Linked DNA regions of Zea mays: region 2 is linked to region 1. A link is a contact called in public Hi-C data. All regions are on one chromosome and are shown on one strand. The core of a region is the stretch at or near the end of the contact, and the rest is flanking DNA. Distances in the headings are between cores, read along the strand shown. Region 1 holds the start of LOC100192600 (40S ribosomal protein S23). Region 2 holds the start of LOC100285917.

The links. Hi-C and Micro-C count contacts between places; a contact is called where the count stands out from the background.
Region 2: a Hi-C map of leaf shows a contact between it and region 1, with 5 times the contacts expected there. The contact joins the promoter of LOC100285917 here to the promoter of LOC100192600 in region 1. A contact is called at or near these places in 3 of 25 Hi-C or Micro-C datasets (ear, leaf and tassel).

The regions. Positions count from the first base shown.
Region 1 is chr3:187,397,486-187,400,324 of Zm-B73-REFERENCE-NAM-5.0, reverse strand. LOC100192600 (40S ribosomal protein S23) reads right to left here and starts at 1,272. Exons shown (of 4, transcript NM_001137815.2): 1 at 1,113-1,272; 2 at 124-279; 3 at 1-38. The coding sequence starts at 1,117.
Region 2 is chr3:187,528,295-187,531,162 of Zm-B73-REFERENCE-NAM-5.0, reverse strand. LOC100285917 reads right to left here and starts at 1,517. Exons shown (of 8, transcript NM_001291585.1): 1 at 1,391-1,517; 2 at 1,056-1,279; 3 at 799-928; 4 at 658-663; 5 at 134-226; 6 at 1-51. The coding sequence starts at 1,249. LOC103651044 (DNA replication licensing factor MCM3 homolog 1-like) reads left to right here and starts at 2,390. Exons shown (of 4, transcript XM_020550982.1): 1 at 2,390-2,611; 2 at 2,706-2,868. The coding sequence starts at 2,405.

The sequences.
Region 1 (2,839 bases), core at 23-2,522:
TACGGATAGCGGAGTTGGGCTGCTTGGCCTCAATACCACTGCATTATTATCAGTGTTTATTTGCTCAATTGAGTTAAAAGGCGAAGTGTGCAAGAAAAAAGTAAAGTTTTAGCATCTGCTTACATCTTCTCCAGGACAATGCCCTTGGCATGGGATGACCCAGCGAAGGGTTTCTTCCACTCATTGCCCAAATGGCTCTTCTTGTATGCCTTGTCAGCCCACCGCTGGTTCCTGCGGTGGGTCTTGAGCTTGCGCCCGGCTCCCATACCACGTGTCTTCCTGTATAAGAAAGCAGATCACGTTTTAACATTTTAATGTAGTGGTCTATCCAAATGTGATAGACTACCACATTACAACTGGCAATGCATCCCAAAACCCCACATTACAACTGACAATGCATGCCAAAACCCTTTTTAACAGTGCTAGAAAGAAAAGGACTAATACCACACAACAATTCGACATTACATGAACAAAACAGGTAACCGAATGTCTGAATCAAGATATTAGTCGATATATTGACACACTTATATACAGTTTTCCTAGTTCTAATTAAGTTTTCGTCACCTCACTGTGTACTAGAATAAGCGTCTAAAATGTTTGTGAGAAAAACACTAGGTGCACTACACCTGCAGTACCTGAACAGCTAAACTGTTGACTCTTAAATAAATGGATTATAACTGTAATCGCTTCAAGGCTCCAAATCGGGAGTTTCGCAAAACTTCAAATGAAGTTTCACAAAAAAAGGCGACTCTTTGAAAACGCGAAGAATAATGAAGGTGTATGCTACCATGCATAGCTTCCCAAATCCAAGTAACTGGACCAAGAAAGATATTGCTACACAGCAGCAACGGATTAATGTCGCTTATGAATATGTTTAGCGCTGACGTTGTAGTATCTGATCAGCACTGGACCGTCAATAAGCTTCACGTGGATACTGAGAAGAAATCAAAATAGATCACGATGTATACTTCACATTAGCGCAAGCAAAGCTGCGCGTCAAGCAACCAGATGCACTTATGCAGTCACACCGAACCACACTCATAATCGCTAAGCCAGAAAATAGATGGACACGAGGATAGATCAAAAAACTTCAACAGAAGACAGTGAGATACCCCATGTTGACGGAAGTTCTCTGGAGCGCTTCGCGGCGACGGCTGCAAGAAGCGGAACACGAGCTGGGAGCGGGAGCGGCGGCGGCGGCAGGAGAGGGGAAAAGATGGGAGGGGAAGGTATTTATATGCGGGGCTTTGGTGTTTAGGGTTTGGCGGTGTTGCTGCTTGCTTTGAGATCCGTGCTTCTGAATAGAAGCTACGGTCGTGATGGTTAGCGTTGGCGTAGGGATTGGAACGGTGGACTCGGTCTACCACGGTGGTTGCGGGGAGTGCAAAGCCGGGGAGGGGACAAACTTGGGGGCTGTTTGGTTGGTGTCTAAATATGCCACACTTTGACTAAGGTTAGTCGTTCGAATTGAAAAACTAATCTTAGGCAAAAAAAAGTTAGGTAAAGTATGACAAGTTAGGTATCAAACCAAACTTTATTTATGTCTTTACTCTACTACTTATTAAGTACGTACAGTGTAGACTTCTAACATTACCATGTCCCCGCCTCTCGCTCGTGATTTCCCTGCACCCACCGTTGTCGTCTTCAGGGTCTGTCTCCTTGGCCCGTGCTCCCCCACCTTGGCGCCGCAACCCACGACGTGCTTGGCTCTGGGACCCCTCAGTCTTCCCAGCCCTCCAAGTTTCGAATAGACCTCATGGAACGCCCGTCCTCCCCTGCTTGCCCCCACCCCCACCCCCCGTCCTCCCAAAGATGGTTGTTGCCGCCTTCGACCACGGTGGTGAGGGAATGGACAAGGGGCATGAGGACGAGGAGGGATCGACCACGGTGGTGATATGAACTAAATTACTCTTATAAATATCATGCATAACACCAATTTAAACAAGATAAGAAATAGCATGATTATTTAATTAAGTTTACATGGCAGGTTTAATTCATAGCATGGTGAGTGATTAATGTGGACGATTCTAAACCAATTTAGACATGAAGGAATACATCACATAGTATTGGATTGATCTTCTTGAACGTTAAATGGCACACTCCATTTGAGAAACACGTTCTCATGTTGTGAGACTACATAAACACTTGGATAGAAACATTAGTCTCACAACTCTAGTTATATAGAGAATTTCCCTTTTAAAAAGTGTTCTTGAGAATTTGAATTTCTTACTTAGCACTCTATTCATTTAAGAACTTGGTATAATCCTCTTTATGTTTAGATAATGGCATTAATAAGAATCAATTTGAAATATGCCAAGAAATACTCATCACCAATTAAAGCATGTGGATTGCCACATATAAGAATGATGAATATGAGATCTACCATGTGATTGGATCTTTTTCAAGTCAAGATAGAATCTTTTAAGTTCATCCTCAAGTGCTTCATTTTTCCTATGTGCCTACGTAAGACACAAATGAATATACTAATTGAAAGCAATGTGCACTTTTAGATTTAATTGTTACTGTCCTTTAGATATCCCTTAGTTATAGGTCTTTTGTTTGATTTCCATGAAGGTAAATCCTTTGGTCCCTACAACATAAGATCTTGCTCGAGATGAATATGAAGTTATAAATACATCAATTCAATTCATCTTTGGGTCAATCTTAAAGAATAGATAATGTAAGATTGATAGCTTGAGATAAAGATTGAGTTAAACCACTCAAGCACCCAAAAGCTTCATATCATCTCTGGGTACCTACAAATTCTTTCAAACATATTTTGGTACCCATTCATGGGACAATCCTTGCATAGGTGTCCCTTTTGTGACATATGTAGCAA
Region 2 (2,868 bases), core at 268-2,767, 130 kb before region 1:
CTGTGGCTGCATATAGCCCATCCCTTGGTTGTAGACTCCATGCTGAACCAACTATAAGTAAAATGAGTAGTAACTAGTAAGACTGCCAGAGTATAACTGGGATAGTGGTCAACACATATGAAAAAAAACTAACCTGATTACTTGAGCTACTGGTGCCACCATGGGGACTAATTGCATCCTTCTTTACAGAGCCCTCGCCAGCCTTTGTAGACAGCTTGCTATCACCCTACGAAAATTTTCCAAAAAAAAAATTGTGATCAGTATTCAGTTGCATCCTGGGCCTGGCTGTGCAAACAGTACATGACAGTATTAACTTGTTCACAGCTACCACATTAGTTACCCAGGAGCTTGCTATGATTGGTAGGTTGTGCAGCCAAACAACAACAGTCAATTATGGAAGAAAAAACGAGATCATGTATGCAATGTTTCTTAGAACTAGCAGTCTTGTTCAGGTTATTTAATACATACTAGTTTGCAGCTTCCAAAGCTGATTGTGTGTATTTCCTGTCAAGTGCTCTATGTTTTCTGACTAAGGTACTATAGGTCAATAAACTGATTAGGTTGTGTACACTGTAAACTTCTACGGTTCAGCCAAAGCAAAGTCAAATAAGTGTTGTTCTGACAGAAAAAATAAATAAAAGCATGTAGATTGCATACCTCCATCTGTAATAACCAGCCCGTCATCAGAAGAGAACATGCAAAGGGCATAAAGAAACACCATGAGAGAGATGTACGAAACATTATAATAAACAGAGAAGATCCACATCTACAACACAGTGAGGGTAAGCCATCAATGACCTCTTTGTACTTTTGTAGGTAAATCTTGAGAGGCTCGACGTACTCCTCGAATCCTAAAGTGGCCATCGCCCAGAGCAAATCGTCCCCGTTGATTGTCTTTCGTTTCTCCTTCTGGCATTTGTCGCTGGCCCTGCAACCAGCACCCGTGAACTTACATCAGAACCTATCCTACATTAAAACAAAGAAAAACCAACCCGATCCAAGACCAAGGCTACGCTACGCTACCGTCTACCAGGCGGTGCCAACTGTCAACTTACTCGCTGGTCACGAATGATATGAACTCGGAGACGCACTCCTGCAGGGTCTCCTTAGCGTCCTTGGCGATCTTGCCGTTGGCCGGGACGGCCTTCTTCATGATCCGGCTGATGTTGGCGATGGGCAGGAACCGGTCCTGCTCCCGGACGCCTCCGCCGCCGCCGCTGCCCTCGTGGCTCCCGCCGTCGTCGGCCATCGCCAGCGACCGGGCGCCTCCGCCGAAACCCTAGATCCACCAAGACGAAGCCACACGTCATCGATCGCGTCAGATCGTAGAGAGGTGCCGCCGGGAATCGGAAGGTGGCGGGCGCGCAGCGTGTCGACGCGCCGTACGTACCTTATAAAAACGCGCGCGCGGGGAGGCGAGGAGGGGAGAGAAGGGGGCGGGAGCTGGCGGCGGAGGGAGGAGAGGTGGGGAATGGGGATCGGACGCTGGAGAAGAGGAGGCGCTCCGGGTGGGTGCGATGGTGGAAGCGGAGGTATCTGGGCCGTTCGTCGGCTGTAAATAGGGAACAAGAGCGAGTGGGCCCTGGCCATGGGCCCGTCGTCTAGCTCCTGTCGGTCGACTTCTATTTTTGTTTTACGAAAGTGGACCCGGTGGTAGAGAACTTGATATGTTATTTCTACCGGATTTCTTCCAACAATGCCATTTCATTTACATTTAATGACCTGACTAGATAAGTACCCGTGCGTTGCAATGGGATATAATATCATGGTAATTTATGTATTTGGTCGCACGACTGACTGACCCACCTGCCTCGAGCGTTCCTCGATCCTCATCCGTGCTCGCCAAGCGACGAAACCCAAGACGGCAACGCCACAGCCCACAGCACACCGCGCGGCCACACCAAAGCCAAGTAAGCAGCTTAGGAACCCACGCGCCCGACGTAGGCCTGAGAATGGGTCACAATCCAGCCCTAACCCCACTCCAATCCTAGAAGACTTAGAAGCTGACTCGGCCCTACCTAAATCCAAAATAATTTGTTGTAGCTCAATCCGAATCGATTTTAAAACCTTCTCACCCTAATCCGCTCCGATCCTTTCAAAATCCATGGGCCAATCCACATTAGCAATCCAAGGGCCCTCATAAACAAGCAAACACCTCCAGCGACTAATGAATCAGTATAAATCCATGGGCTCACGCTGTCCACATGGGCGCATAACAGCAATAGTTAAACAAGCTAGCACGTAGACTGTGCTATCTAAAAATACACAACATTGTGCTATCTAAAAATACAGTGTTGCAGTCAAAATATAATCATGTCCATTCAAATTGTGCTATCTAAAAATCGAATTATTACAAATTGTCAACGATTTCGTCTCAGTTTTTTTTTTGATAAAATTCAAGCTGATGCCATGGCTTGAAGCTGGTGCCATTGTTCTTGCTGATCGTGGTGTTGTCTTCATTGATGAATTTGATAAAATGAATGATCAAGATCGAGTTGCTATTCATGAAGTTATGGAACAGAAAACTGTAACCATTGCAAAGGCAGGAATACATGCCTCACTAAATGCAAGATGTAGTGTAATTGCTGCAGCAAATCCAATATATGGAACTGTAAGCTGCTAAGCTCTTATCATGTCTTTCACTTGCTCCATAGTACCTCTTGATTGTTTGCTATTTCTGACAACAATTCCTGGCTTTATGACAGTATGATCGTTCATTGACACCAACAAAGAATATCGGGCTTCCAGATTCACTGCTTTCTTGTTTTGATTTACTTTTTACTGTTCTTGATCAAATGGACCCTGAGATTGACCGGCAAATCTCAGAACACGTTGCACGAATGCATAGATATTGCACTGACGATGGAG